Regions from separate parts of the Sus scrofa genome. Here regions 2, 3, 4 and 5 are each linked to region 1. Evidence: chromatin contacts called from public Hi-C, HiChIP or PLAC-seq and promoter capture Hi-C data. All regions are on one chromosome and are shown on one strand. Each heading gives the region's core, a stretch centred on a gene start, on an enhancer-like site or on the middle of the called end of the contact. The rest is flanking DNA. Distances are from core to core; before and after follow the strand shown.

The links. Promoter capture Hi-C pulls out the DNA fragments that hold promoters and counts their contacts. Hi-C and Micro-C count contacts between places; a contact is called where the count stands out from the background. HiChIP or PLAC-seq counts read pairs in DNA pulled down with a chosen protein or histone mark.
Region 2: an H3K27ac HiChIP or PLAC-seq map of alveolar macrophages shows a contact between it and region 1. The contact joins the enhancer-like site here to the promoter of WBP1L in region 1. A contact is called at or near these places in 5 of 47 Hi-C or Micro-C datasets (embryonic fibroblasts, fibroblasts, heart right ventricle and 2 more) and 1 of 2 datasets of contacts at active chromatin or transcription factors (alveolar macrophages).
Region 3: a Hi-C map of liver shows a contact between it and region 1, with 4 times the contacts expected there. The contact joins the promoter of USMG5 here to the promoter of WBP1L in region 1. A contact is called at or near these places in 1 of 5 promoter capture datasets (fetal liver), 2 of 47 Hi-C or Micro-C datasets (heart right ventricle and liver) and 1 of 2 datasets of contacts at active chromatin or transcription factors (alveolar macrophages).
Region 4: a promoter capture Hi-C map of liver shows a contact between it and region 1, with 5 times the contacts expected there. The contact joins the promoter of TAF5 here to the promoter of WBP1L in region 1. A contact is called at or near these places in 2 of 5 promoter capture datasets (fetal liver and liver) and 1 of 2 datasets of contacts at active chromatin or transcription factors (alveolar macrophages).
Region 5: a contact with region 1 is called in a promoter capture Hi-C map of liver, with 5 times the contacts expected there. The contact joins the promoter of PCGF6 here to the promoter of WBP1L in region 1. A contact is called at or near these places in 1 of 5 promoter capture datasets (liver) and 5 of 47 Hi-C or Micro-C datasets (embryonic fibroblasts, omental adipose tissue, retroperitoneal adipose tissue and 1 more).

The regions. Positions count from the first base shown.
Region 1 is chr14:113,736,406-113,739,138 of Sscrofa11.1, reverse strand. WBP1L (WW domain binding protein 1-like) reads right to left here and starts at 1,381. Exons shown (of 4, transcript XM_001929157.7): 1 at 1,188-1,381. The coding sequence starts at 1,277.
Region 2 is chr14:114,418,918-114,421,650 of Sscrofa11.1, reverse strand. No RefSeq gene overlaps it. Among named protein-coding and RNA genes, the nearest start is that of CALHM3, 6.9 kb to the right of the region's middle. Within about 2 kb of position 1,385, at least 1 of the 83 cell types and tissues checked has an H3K27ac peak or open chromatin away from gene starts, as enhancers often do. A contact at or near this core is called in alveolar macrophages, where this site is marked.
Region 3 is chr14:114,326,161-114,328,893 of Sscrofa11.1, reverse strand. It overlaps USMG5 (up-regulated during skeletal muscle growth protein 5), which reads left to right and starts at 1,377. Exons shown (of 4, transcript XM_021073491.1): 1 at 1,377-1,522. PDCD11 (protein RRP5 homolog) reads right to left here and starts at 1,311. Exons shown (of 38, transcript XR_002338761.1): 1 at 1,184-1,311.
Region 4 is chr14:114,303,155-114,305,887 of Sscrofa11.1, reverse strand. It overlaps TAF5 (transcription initiation factor TFIID subunit 5), which reads right to left and starts at 1,325. Exons shown (of 11, transcript XM_021073484.1): 1 at 736-1,325. The coding sequence starts at 1,294.
Region 5 is chr14:114,286,063-114,288,795 of Sscrofa11.1, reverse strand. PCGF6 (polycomb group RING finger protein 6) reads left to right here and starts at 1,339. Exons shown (of 27, transcript XR_002338753.1): 1 at 1,339-1,777; 2 at 2,493-2,592; 3 at 2,705-2,733.

The DNA of each region.
Region 1 (2,733 bases), core at 132-2,631:
GGTGGTTGCACAACACTGTGAGTGTACTAAATGCCACTGAAGTATTCACTTTAAAATGGTTAAGTGGTTTTAAATGGTTTATGTTATATACACTTCAGGTCATTTAAAAAATTAATTTGTTACATAGAGGATGAGCAAGACAAGATGCATATGTGAAAAGACTGCCCATAAACTCCTAGGGAAAAGATAAGTGTGTGTATTTTTGCTGGTACTCTGCGTCTACTTGATCACAACACAAAGTTCATGCTAAGCTGTAGAGACTCTGCCATTTTGCTCTGTGTGTGTGCCTTTCTGAAAAGACAGGGACGGGAACAGAAAGTGAAGAAAATAGAATGGTAAAGCCTTGCCAAATGCAAGGGAAGGAGGGGTGATTCCCCCTGCTGCACCCCACCCAACTTGGCACCAGGAGCAACGCTCCCATTAAGGTTTCGAAATGCCAGCAGCAGCTGAAATCAGCACAAGCTTCTCTGCCTGGATAAGAGGCAAGCCACCTAGCAAGAAAAGCTGGGGTGCTCCATTTGTTGCCCTTACTGGCATCAGCACCACCCTTTGCTCAAAACGCCGAGCTGGCCCAGACCGACATCGGTGACTGGCTCCCCCAGACCAGCCAGCCCGCCCAACAGTGAGAGCTTGTTACCGCTCGTGTGCCATGCTCCTGAGGAGCCCCAGTCTACTTCATCTCACCTGCCTTCCAAGATCCCTGCCTCCAACACCATTAAAAATGGGGCCTAGAGGCTCCTAGACCTTTCCCAGGTGCAGCTTGAAATAAATATCCTCTCAGCCCCTCCCTCCCTCTCAGGCCCACTCAATAACCCACGGACCCCTATCCGCACAGACGTAAACGCGGCATCGCTGCCTTGGAGACACTGTGAGACAAGAATGCGCGCCCCTCATGCCCCTGCTTGGCACCACTATCCGGCCACAGCCATCCCATCCCACCTTACCTAACTGCCGTCTCAAAGACCCCTCACTCACTTGGTACCATGCCTCTGCCACTTCCCTGACACCAAAGCCGTCACAGGTGTCCCTCAGTTAAACACCGACGCCCCCTTACATCCTGTCCACTCCAGACATGGGTGCCCCTCTTGGGACCCGTCGACTCTTGACAACATCCCTTCAGCCCCCTCCAGCCAGGCCTCGACGACCCCCAGACCTCCAGCCTGGCCCAGACGCTCCCTCCCCCTTACCTGCGGGGGTTCGGCCCTGGCTGACAGGGGGCTGGGCAGCGCCTGGAGGAGCAGGAGCGCCATGCCACCCAGGAGCCTTCTCCTCTCCATCCCCCTCCTGCTCCTGCTCCTCCGCCACGGCGCCGCCGCCTCCCTCCTCCTCCTCCCTCTCCTCCTCTTCCCTCTTCTTCCTTCTTCCCTTCTTTTCCTGTTTCACTCTCCCCACCCGCTTCCGGCTCTGCTCCACCCCGCCCAGCCGAAACACCTCCCAGACGCTGGGATGGTTCTCCAGTTCCAGCGCTTCATTGGTTTTATCCCTTTTTCCATTGGTTAAAACAGCCGTCGATCAAATACAAGTCCCGCCCCCTCATGATGTCGGAAGACCGGAGAGAGCTGGCCAATGAAAAGTAGGAGGAAGCCGGGCCATCTTGAGTGCTGCGAGGAGGCGTAAACGCGTGCTGCTCCGCAGAGAGTGGCGGAAGTAGCTGGAATCACGGGGCTGGGCAATCCAAAACATGTATAGAAGTCCATTTTGGTGCCGCCATCTTGAGTGTGGCGGAAGATTTCCCCAGTTCAGCAAAGAAAGGGAAGGGGTATAGCAATTCTAAGGGGTGTTGGAAAATAAGTTCATTTTAGAAGGTAACCGAGCGCTCTGAAAGACAACTGCAGTCTAAAGAGCTTTTGATGTCTTTTGTCTTTAAGCATAGCCCCAGTACCAGGTCCCGCTCGTGATCTCAAACAGTGGTTTCAGTCAATTTGAATTCCCTATAAGGCAGTACCTTTATTTGAGACAGTGCTTTGTCACCACAAATGAGAGAGACGAAATTCTATTGATTCTACCTTAAAAATAGGTCTGAAATCCATCCCCATTGCTTCAATCCATGTTCTCATTTTCTGGCTAAATACAAATGGTCTCTTCTGTCCCAGTTCCAATTCTTTCTTGAATCCCTTTCACCAACCAAAGCTGGGGTGCTCTACCACCTAAAACCAAGAATTCTCATCTCAGGGCTTCCCCTCTCGAAATACTTCAACCACCTGGACTGGACTTATAGTCCCAACTTTTAACATGCTTCTTTGTGTGTCCTGGTCCCAGCATACCTCTTTATCTCACCCACTGCCGCTTCACTTCCCACATCCTGCTCACACGTAACAGTTTAGAGCTCCCCAGAGTACTGAGCTATGCAGTGCCCTTAACTTCATTTACACTTTACACAGTTTCCTGTTTACAAACTCCTCATTCCCACCCCCTCCTCTCTTCTGAATTCACATAACACTTAGCACACAGTGTATCTATCTGTAGTTTCTGCCTGCTTGACCCCTCCCACTAGACGTGTAGCTTTTTGTATGGCACACCAGATCTTACACATTTTTTTTTAAAGAAACTCCTACAGCACCTTGTACAGGGCCCAGTCACGAGCTCAATCAATGTTGGGAGAATAAACGAACAAAAGAAGACCCAAAGCAGAGAAGCCAGCTGCCCTGTAGCTGCCAATTTCCTCTCAAAAAACCTGCCAAAGCATTTCAGAGCCTGGCCCATTCTAGCCCATAGCTGAGCCCAGAGGGAGTT
Region 2 (2,733 bases), core at 136-2,635, 680 kb before region 1:
AGGAAGAATGAAGAACGAGGTGGAGATTCACTCTAAGATTTTCCCAAATGGGGAGTTCCCATTGTGGCACAGCATAAACGAATCCGACTAGGAACCATGAGGTTGTAGGTTTGATCCCTGGCCTCGCTCAGTGGGTTAAGGATCTGGCGTTGCCATGAGCTGTGGTGTAGGTCGCAGACGAGGCTTGGATCTGGCATTGCTGTGGCTGTGGTGTAGGCCAGCAACTGTAGCTCCAATTAGACCCCTAGCCTGGGAACCTCCATATGCCACCGGTGTGGCCCTAAAAAGAAAAAAAAAAAAGATTTTCCCAGATGGTTAGCCAGCTCTTCCGATGCCATTTGTCAGAGTCTCCCCTTTCTTTTTCATTCTCTTTTCCAACCCTTAGGGGCCACAGAGCTCTACATAGTCACCAGAGTGGAGCCCCTAGAAGTGCCACGTTGCTTTTGCCCTGTTCTGCCAGAGACAGACAAGAAAGGCCTGTCACCAGGATGCCACGGAGGCCTCTGTCATCAGGGTAGAAGAGAGTCAGGTCTCTCAGGGCCAGAGAAGGCACCACGGCTCTGAGAGACAAGAGCGAACAATAGCCTCCTCGTCCTGAGAGAAGTAGGACATGCATCCAATGTCTTCCTTCTGAGGGAAACTTCAGGGGAGGGTGTGTCCACTGTCCGGGAAGAAGAAACATAGTCGCGCCGGTATTTCTTTCTCTTTTTTTTTGTCTTTCTAGGGCCATGCCCATGGCATGGGGAGGTTCCCAGGCTAGGGGTACAATCGGAGCAGTAGTTGCCATCCTACACCACAGCCACAGCAACACGGGATCCAAGCCACATCTGAGATGGAGCAGGGATGCTAGTCAGGTTCATTACCACTGAACTCCGACACCGGCCTTTCTGAAGACACACTCTTACATACACACCACACACCCACACGCTACACGTCATACACATACACATACAGACACACATACCACACACATGCACACAATCACACGCACTACACATCATATACACATGCACACACAACACACACATGAACACACTTTATGCATCATACACATACACACCACATACATACAAGGGCATGTACTGCATTCACCACACTTCTACCTACACGCCACACACGCATGTAATATACATCACACACACACACACACACACACACACTACACATCACACATACACCACATACACATGTACACACACAACATATACCCACTCACACACACCACACACACACCACACATACATAACACTACACATCACACACATCACATACACACTACACGCATACCCCACACACATTACACACCACACACGCACACACACTACATACCCTACACACTCCACATAACACCACACACAAACACACACACACACACAGCAGATACATCAACTCCTCCAGTAGGGGGCAGCCTGTCCTAAAGAGCCCTCTAAATCACAGGCACTCTGAAGACAATTCAGCCAATGTTTCTCAAATAATACCCAGATTTCTTTTGAAGGATATAAAAATCCAGAAGACCCCTAGGACTAAGTCTGCAAGACCCCAATTTGAGAAAAAAAGAAACCAAAGGCTGGTTCTACAAAGATCTTCCTATTGCAAGTTAACACGTGTTTAAAACTACTAAATAGATTTAAGTAAGAATTAAAATGAAAATCTGACTATATGCAGATGACATGATATTATACATAGAACCCTAAGTACTCTTCACAACAACTACTTGATCTGATAAAATTTAGCAAAGTAGAAGAATATAAGATGAACATTCAGAAATCGGTTGCACTTCTCTAAAAATGAAATATTATAAAAGCAATATTTTTTTAAATGCCTTCTAAAATTGCACCAGAGGAGTTCCCATTGTGGCTCAACAGGTTAAGGAACCAACATTGTCTCTGTGAGGATGCAGGTTCAATCTCTGGCTTCACTCAGTGGGTTAAAGGATAGATAGCTGTGGCATAGACTTCAGCAGCAACTCTGATTCAACCCCTAGCCCGGGAACTTCCATATGCCGCAAGTGCAGCTGTAAAAAGAAAAATAAATAATTAAAAATAATAAAATTGCACACTCAAAATTACCTAATAATAAACTTGACCAAGGAGGTAAAAGACTTATACACTGAGAACTACAAAACATTAATGAAGAAAATTGAAGAGGATTCAAAGAAATGGAAAGATATTCCATGCTCCTGGATTGGAAGAATTAATATTGCTTAAATTACTATACTACCCCCCCAATCTACAGACTTAATGCAATCCCTATCAAATTACCCATGACATTTTTTATAGAACTAGAACAAATAATCCAAAATATTATATGGAACCATAAAAGACCTAGAATTTCCAAAGCAAAACTGAAGGAAAAAAACAAAGCAGGAGGCATAACTCTCCCAGACTTCAGACAATATTACAATGCTACGGGAGTTCCTGTTGTGGGTCAGTGGTTAATGAATCCAAATAGGAACCATGAAGTTGCAGGTTCCATCCCTGGCCTCATTCAGTGGGTTAAGGATCCAGCATTGCCATGAGCTGTGGTGTAGGTTGCAGATGTGGCTTGGATCTGGCGTTGCTGTGGCTATGGCATAGGCCAGCAGCTGTAGCTCTGATTCCACCCCTAGCCTGGGAACTTCCACATGCCGCGGGTACGGCCCTAAAAAGCAAATAAATAAGTAAATAAATAAACCAATGGTACCTAATCAAGTGTATAAGCTTTTGCACAGCAGAGAAAACCATATAAAAATCA
Region 3 (2,733 bases), core at 128-2,627, 590 kb before region 1:
ATTCACAGATACACAAACAAATATATATATAAGCCCCTACCTTCAAAGCATATGCACACTTTTTCGTCTTTTTTTTTTTTGGCTGCACCTGTGGTATGTGGAAGTTCCCAGGCCAGGCACTGAACCCACGCTACAGCATTGACAAGGTGGGCCCTTAACCCAATAAGATACAAGGGAACTCTGAACAGACACACTTTTAAGAACAATTATGCAAATAATTTAAAATACAAATCAATTTATAAACTATCAACAAAGAAGCAGGAAATAATGAGGCTTTGGTAAAAGAGGAAAACAAAAGAAGCTTTTGGGCTATGTGTTAAAAGATAAATAGAATCTTGATAGGTGGAAAGGGAAAAGCAGAAGGAATGTGAGGAAAAGCATGGGAAAAGAAAAAGCAAATTATTTTGATAAGCATCAGCATCATGTCTGTCAAACTGTTGTTCAAAGGCTTGCTCTTGCCTTCCTTTGGAGAAAAGTTCAACTAGACCATAAAGTGATAAAAAGCATAATAAGTGGAGTTAAATTCTAAAAGACAGCTTGGGCTTTCTGTTTCAGAGCTCTCATTAGACGTGAATAGATTAACATTTACTTTGGCAAGTCTGAGCCTTAAGTAAAGGAAAAGATAAAACAGTAACCAAAAAAAAAAAAAAAAAAAAAGACTGCAGGCTATAGACTGGACTGGAGGAGAGAGGACTGAAGGAAGGTAATCTGGTAGAAGGCTTCAATTGCAGCACAACAGAAATCATGAGAACCAGAACTAGGTATAAACGAGAACGGAAGATTAGTGGGGTTGGTTCTGAAAGACACTTGGAAATAGGAATCTAGAAAGGCTTGAGACTGTGAAAGAGGCGAGGACCTAAAATGAACCTAGGAGTTGGAATCAGGAACGGATAGATATGTTTCGAAAAAATAAGAAAGTGCCGTGGGGTCAAGATTCCTGGGAGTTTGACCCTTAATCTCATTTCAGACCAGGGGAAACTGAAGTTTCAAAAGAGTAAAGCAGCAATCCAGCGGCAAAGAAGAGAATTAAGCTACCTTCAGGGGACAGATCCTAAAGTTACAGGAGCAAGTCAAGCAAAGCCGGCTTCTAAGCGGGTGCATGGTAGGGACCTGGAGGACTTAGTTCTGGAACAGACCTGGAAGCCACGACGTTTCCTCCCTTGTCGCCTTTACCCACACTCACCAAGCCAGGGACGCCAGCACTTCTACTTCGGAGGCCGCGCCACTGTGATCACACACGCGGAGACCCGCACGCCAGCAGCCCAACTCCGCCCTGCCGGAAGCGAGGGCGGGCTCTGCGCCCCACTTCCGTTACTACACTATGGAGTCCTACAGAGCGAGGGAGGAGATTTGAATACCGGAAGCGGAAGGGCGGGCCTCGAGCCGCAGCCAATCGACGTAGAGGGCCGAGTCGGTAAGGCCCGTTGAACGCGTGCGGGGGAGGAGGTTTCTTCCGGCCGGAGCGAGGGGGCAACTGGATACGTTGAAGGACACAGGCTGCGGAGTTTGTGCATTTTCGAAGGTGGGTGTGGAGGGGAGACCGGGCTCTGACCTCGCGCCTCCACTTTATGGGGCCAGCCTAGAATAGGACTGTTTTCTGGTCCAGGAACACCGCGAGGTCTTTGCTTTGGAGGGGCGAGACGGGGGGGTGAATGAAAAGGAATTGGAGAAAATGATGGCCGCGAGGGGTCGGATAGTGGCTAGGAAGCCTCAGTGAGAGGTAAAGGCCCTTAAAATGCATTTTCCGGTAAAGAAAAAAGGTCCGCAGCGAAGGGAGTCCGCCAAGGTCACCGAGTGACGTAATTTTGGATGAGAACTTCTGGCCGAATTAATCTCCTTTCCCATGTATGCGTATAGTAGTTTGTTTTCACTGAGCTGTGTTTAGGAAGTTGGCCAGCCAGGCGTTCTTTAGTTGTGGTGCAGCCTTTGTCAAACAGGAGTGAGCGTAGGCGGGCCCCTGCAGTTCGCCAGACCCGCTGGTTAGATGCAGCCTGTGTTCAATCAGCGGGAAGACCTTTCCTAGAAGGTAGCCAGAAGAGGACTGTAAACTCCTTGCAGTGCAAGAAGCTGCTTCTGGTACCTGAGCAGCTTTCACTCGTCTCTGCCTCGTAATCTCACTCATCATTCTAGGTAAACGTCCAGTCAGACAGAAAAAAACAGTATCGGGAAAACAAAGTAGCGAGGGCATTTGGTCGCTTTGGGCCTTTTCTGAAGTGCCCACTTATCGGTGAAGAGAGGAATGGAAAGATTGATTATATTTAATAGTAGTTTGCCGCTCAATTAGAAACAAAAGTGAAGACCCCATCGCTTAGACTTTGCCATAGGCTACCATTTAACAATGGTACGGTTATTTTTAGTCTTAGGTAATTTTCTTCATTACTATCTGTCTAAGCTGAAGTATGACTCAAAAGGAAAGCAAGTTTCAGTTCAGTTACTCCACGAAGGACACTCTAACACAAGGATTCCTGATCTTTGCCCCAAAGTAACCTGCGATTTGCTGAGGATGCAGACCCAGGTGTTTCCAGGCTTTGTTCCAGTTATTTATCAGCAGCATCCCACTTCCCCCTCCAACTCAGCATTTCAAGAGTCTTCCTCTAAGACCTAGACTAAATTGTGATTCCTATACTATACCTTTTCCTACCGTCGGAATTAGCCCTGTGTAGAATATTGCAAACATCAGTCTTCCTTTTATATTGTGTAGAGAGAAATTAAAATTTTTGTTACATAAGGTAG
Region 4 (2,733 bases), core at 76-2,575, 570 kb before region 1:
ACAGCTCAGATCCTGCCTTGCTGTGGCTTAGGCTGGCAGCTGTAGCACGATTCCACCCCTAGCCTGGGAACTTCCATATGCCACAGGTGTGGCCCTAAAAAGCAAAATAAAATAAAATGCAAATTCCCAGAGTCCACCTGCATGGGGTCTGACTCACTAAGTCCGAAGTGACGCCTAGGAATCTGCATTCCCCTAAAAGATGGAACACTAGCGATAGTAAGCCTGTATTTTGAGAAAACTGGCTATACTATATTTCATCACTCTCTGGCTGTGTCAAAGCAAGTCCCTGGGCTCTTCTCAGACTCTTTTCTCATCTTTAAAATAGAGGTACTGTCTACCTCACAGTATAACAGTGAAAATTAAGATGCATAATTTAAAGTACACTAGTACAATATTGTACAAATATTGTTAGTGCTAATACACCCCTGCACAAGGCCCAAGAGCTTAAATAAAACGAAAGGGGCCAAAAGCCTGAACATCCCCGGCTCTCTGCGCCCACCGTCCCCGTACATCCCTGGGCTCAATAGCTCTCCAGAGCCTCTCTCTGGAACTGACAGCTAGGAAGAGGGTTTGACTGCGCAGCCGGCGCACTAGGGAAAGGGGCGGGCATGTGGCCCTAGAGGCGGGCCCAGGAAATTCAAAACAAGCCCGCAGAGGTGCAGGCCTGCCAGCCTCTGCCTTCCCTGCTTGATCTCCTACTTGCCGGTCTTGCCTCCCAGGGACCCCGCGGCTCACCTTTCCCCGGAGCCGCAGGACCTGTCGCTAAGCCCGAGACAGCAGAGGCTCCCGAAGCGGCGCTGCCGGGAGGCTCTGGGGCCGCAGGGCCGGGGCCCGAGGAAGTGACCCGGCTGAGAAGCGCGCTAGCCGTCTCAGCGCCGGCGCCGTCCGCCTCTCCCGGGGCTCCGGAGCCCGCCACTGCCTCCTCTAGCAGACGGGCCTCACGGCGCAGCGCCTCTTCGGCCTCACGGAGGTTGTTCTGCCGTAGAAACTGCAGTACAGCCAGCAGAGTCTGTCGGTCGTGGGGCCCGCCAGCCTCCGGAGCAGCGGCGGCCACCGGAGCCACCCCCGCCGGGGCAACGGCGGACACAGCCACCGAGGGCTTAGGAGTTCCACCATCCCCGCCGGCCGACGACGATGCCGCAACGTTCCCGCCACCGCCATTGGGGCCGTTGTTGGTTGCGCCACCGCCACCCTCGCCAGCGCCGTCCCCCGCCTGCGGAGGTAGCAGCGTCGGCGGTCCTTCAGGCTCTAACTTGACCGCCACCTCCGTCTGCTCCTCCGCCAGCGCCGCCATCTTGCGGCTGAGCCACCTCGCGCCGTCAAGCGTGATTGCGTTTTCGCCACATGGAGGGCGGGGAGGAGCGTTTTACGACAGCTCTGGAAGGCAATTTGCGGCAGTAGGAGGGGCGAGAAATAAGGAGAAAAAGGAATAGGAGCGAGAGCGACTTTCAAAAGTGAGTGACAAAAAGGCAGGAAGTTGGGATGAGGGACCGCCTCTTCTGTTTGCCCGATGATAATTACCGTTTATTGCGGACCGGCTATATTCAGGCACTGCGATAGACACTTTACATTATATGCCCTCATATAATTAAACAACCTCGTAAAGTACTATTATCTTCACTTTGCATTGGTTAAGCCTCCAGCATTGTCACTGCAGCAGCTCGGGTGGCCACAAGGCACAGCCAAAAAAAAAATTTTGTTTTTAAAGTAAGATTATGAAACATGGGGGGAGGAGCATTAGGGGAGATGAACAATAATTGGTTAGCATTTATTCAGCAGTGGCCAAGAGAGAAAAAACCAAATTCAGATGGTAACAATTATGAGATGGGGAAATTCATCCTATACCTCATGATCATTCAACTGATTTTTCTAATTCATTATTCGCTAATTGATATGTAATTAATTGGTAATTAGTTTAGAACTTAGATGAGAAATGCCATAAATAAACCCAGGTGTATTTACTATTCCCTGGAAAGATGTTTTACCCTATTATGAATAGTAAAACTTCTGATGCATACATCAGTCTCCTGAATTAGGTCTTAGAAACTGGATCCAGCTATACAGATGAAGCCCAGAAACTGGGACTGCAGAAGTACAGCCACTCCGTTTCCTTCTGTGGTGTCTAACCTTTTACCTGGCTTTGTCTTTTAAGTTCCACAGAGTCTGGTTTGGGACTTCAGCCAAAGCCACTTATACCACATAGAGTGGCTTTTCTGTTACACCACAAATAAAATCTGTAGTATTTTTTCTTTTCTTTTCTTTCTTTCTTTATTTTTTTATTTTATTTTATTTTATTTTATTTTATTTTATTTTTGGCCATGACCACAGCAAGCAGAAGTTCTTGGGCCAGGGGTCAAACCCATACAACAGCAGCAATCTGAGCCACAGCTGTGACAGTGCCGGATCTTTAACCCACTAGACCATCAGGGAACTCCCAAAATCTCTGTATTTTTTATTGAAGGACTTCAAAGCCCACTTTTTTTGTCTTTTTTGTCTTTTGTCTTTTTTTGTTGTTGTTGTTGCTATTTCTTGGGCTGCTCCCGCGGCATATGGAGGTTCCCAGGCTAGGGGTCAAATCGGAGCTGTAGCCACCGGCCTACGCCAGAGCCACAGCAACGCAGGATCCGAGCCGCGTCTGCAACCTACACCACAGCTCACGGCAACGCCGGATCGTTAACCCACTGAGCAAGGGCAGGGACCAAACCCGCAACCTCATGGTTCCTAGTCGGATTC
Region 5 (2,733 bases), core at 90-2,589, 550 kb before region 1:
TCTTGCTAAGCAGGTCTTAGCAATTTGTGGGGCAAGTGAACAGTATGGAAACTCCCATGCAGGAGCTGATGCTGCAGTCCATAGGAAGAATGTCTTCCTCAGAGGAATCTCAGCTTTGCTTTTAAGGCTTCTCAACTGATTGGATGAATTTTATTTAAATTATAAAAGATAGTATCTTTCACTTAAAGTCAACTGATGGAGTTCCCATTGTGGCTCAGTGGAAACAAATCCAACTGGGAACCATGAGGTTGCAGGTTCAATCCCTGGTCTCGCTCAGTGGGTTAAGGATCCTGCATTGCCATGAGCTGTGGTGTAGGTGGCAAACACGGCTTGGATCTGGTGTGGCTGTGGCTGTGGCGTAGGCCAGCAGCTGTAGCTATGATTAGACCCTAAGCCTGGGACTCTCCATATACTGTGGGTGTGGCTCTAAAAAGCAAATAAATAAATACATAAATAAAATAAAGTCAACTGATGATAATATTAATCGAACGTACAAAAATACCTTCACGGAAACACCTATGTGTTTGATTGAAAAACTATACTATATCCTAGTCAAGTTGACACATAAAACTAGCCATCACACCATAGGACTGACAAATCCTGGAGCTATTTCAGTTTACTGCTCCCAAATTAACATTAATTTTACTCAGTGACAACACATTCTCTCACAAATGTGATTTCCTCCCAGCATTATCTCATTGAGGAGCATTTGATTCCTCCCTGAATCTGGCTTCCAAACATTACCCGACATTAGTTGGCACTATCTTACCAATAATAAAGAACACCAACTCCAAATCTCTCTTCTAATAAAACTGGGGGTTTGGGGTGCATGGATAGGGCTCATTTCCTGCCACAGTAGATCCTCAACAAATGTTTGTTGAATTAAATATAATTGACTTTCCTTTATGTAATAGGGAATAATAGACTGTCTTTGGTGATTAAGTTTTCATCCTGTAGCAAGATAAAAATACAAGATTTGATTCCTCCAAATAAGTAAACGTATATATTTAACTTCCTAATGGAAATAACCTTGCATGGAAGAAACGCATAATTGGTACTCAAATCGAAATCATTATTATTCATAATGCAACATTGTTATAGGATCTGTTTCAGTGCTCTGAACATCAGGTGATACAAAGAGAATATTGTTGTCTGAGAGGTAGCAATTTTGTGAAGGGAGCGTCAGCCTTTCAAAGGAAAAAATGGGTGAGATTCCTCTGAGGCCTGCAAGCCCCGCCCCATATACCTGAGTGGCTCCGCCTACGCCGCGGACTTAGGTGAGGAGCAACGAACCACAGTTCCCAGCGGGCTCCGCAGGCCTCCCGCGCCTGCGTACTGGCGGCTCAGGCAGGCGGGCGGAACTCCCGCGCTATCCAGCCACCTGGTCTCGCCTCGCCTGGTCTCTGCCCTCGGCATGGAGGGGGTCCCGGCGGTAACGACAGGCAACGCCGGCGCTACCAAGGCCGAGGGAGCCGCAGCCATGCCGCCGCCGCCCCCCGTCTCCCCGCCTGCCCTCACCCCCGCGCCCTCAGCGGGTGAGGAGGGCCCGCCGCCTTTGCCCGAGGCGGGGGCTCCCGGCTGCTCCGGCTCCCGGCCCCCTGAGCTGGAGCCCGAGCGCAGCCTGGGCCGTTTGAGGAGCCGCTTCGAGGACGAGGACGAGGAGTTGGAAGAGGATGAAGACCTGGATGAGGAAGAAGAGGAGGAGGAGGAGGAAGAGATGAGCCACTTCTCGCTGAGGTTGGAGGGGGGCCGGCCGGACTCCGAGGACGAGGAGGAGGTATCGCTAGCCCCTGTCCGACCATGCGAGGCCTCCTCAGTCAGGGCCCGGCGGGGTCTCCCGCTCGCTGCTGCAGCCTTTGGCACCTGTGTCGACCCGCCCTCCCTGCGCTGCCTGCCTAGGCTTGTGGTGCGGACTGGTCTTCCGTGCCAGCCCGATTCGCTGCCGACTCATTTTGTGAGGTTCCTGCAGTCGCTTAGGCTCTCTGGGTCCGACTTACTCATTATTGAAACTACTGCCAGGGGCGAAGGCGCCAAGGGTTCCGTCCTCCTGCCTTCTTGGAGTGTGCAGTGGGACGGGCGGGGGAACAGTCCATTTCTACAGGGTCTTGAAAGGATGGTAAACCCTTCCCCACCTAATCAATCTCTGACTGGGAAGACTTTTTAAAATGGGACAGCGCATACTTAATCAAGTTAGGCAATGCACCTAGGTAGTGAGAATTAATATATTAAACACTAGTATCTGGAAGTTTGTCCACTTCGCAGTAATTCATAAAGTAGGATGCCATTTATCTGGCAATATACAATATATCCAAAGAGTGAAAGCTTTTTGAAACATCGGTTTATGTTGTGTTATTATTGTAACTTTGAGAGTATTCTGAAGAGTTGTAGGTACTGTAACAAGTTTCCATGTTGCAAAGTAAGCTACACTTTATTGGTATTAGTTTGAGAAGGCAAGGACTTGTATTTTAAAACCATTTCCATTGCATTTGCAGCGCCTGATTAACCTTTCTGAGCTGACCCCATACATCTTGTGTTCCATTTGCAAAGGTTACTTAATAGATGCAACTACCATTACAGAATGTCTTCATACATGTAAGCATTTCCAAATAATATAGCTTTTGAATGTCTTGAAAGCATTTCCAAATAATATAGTTTTTGAAATGTCTTGAAAGCATTCTAACTTAAACATGTCCTTTTTCAACAGTTTGTAAAAGCTGCATTGTAAGACACTTT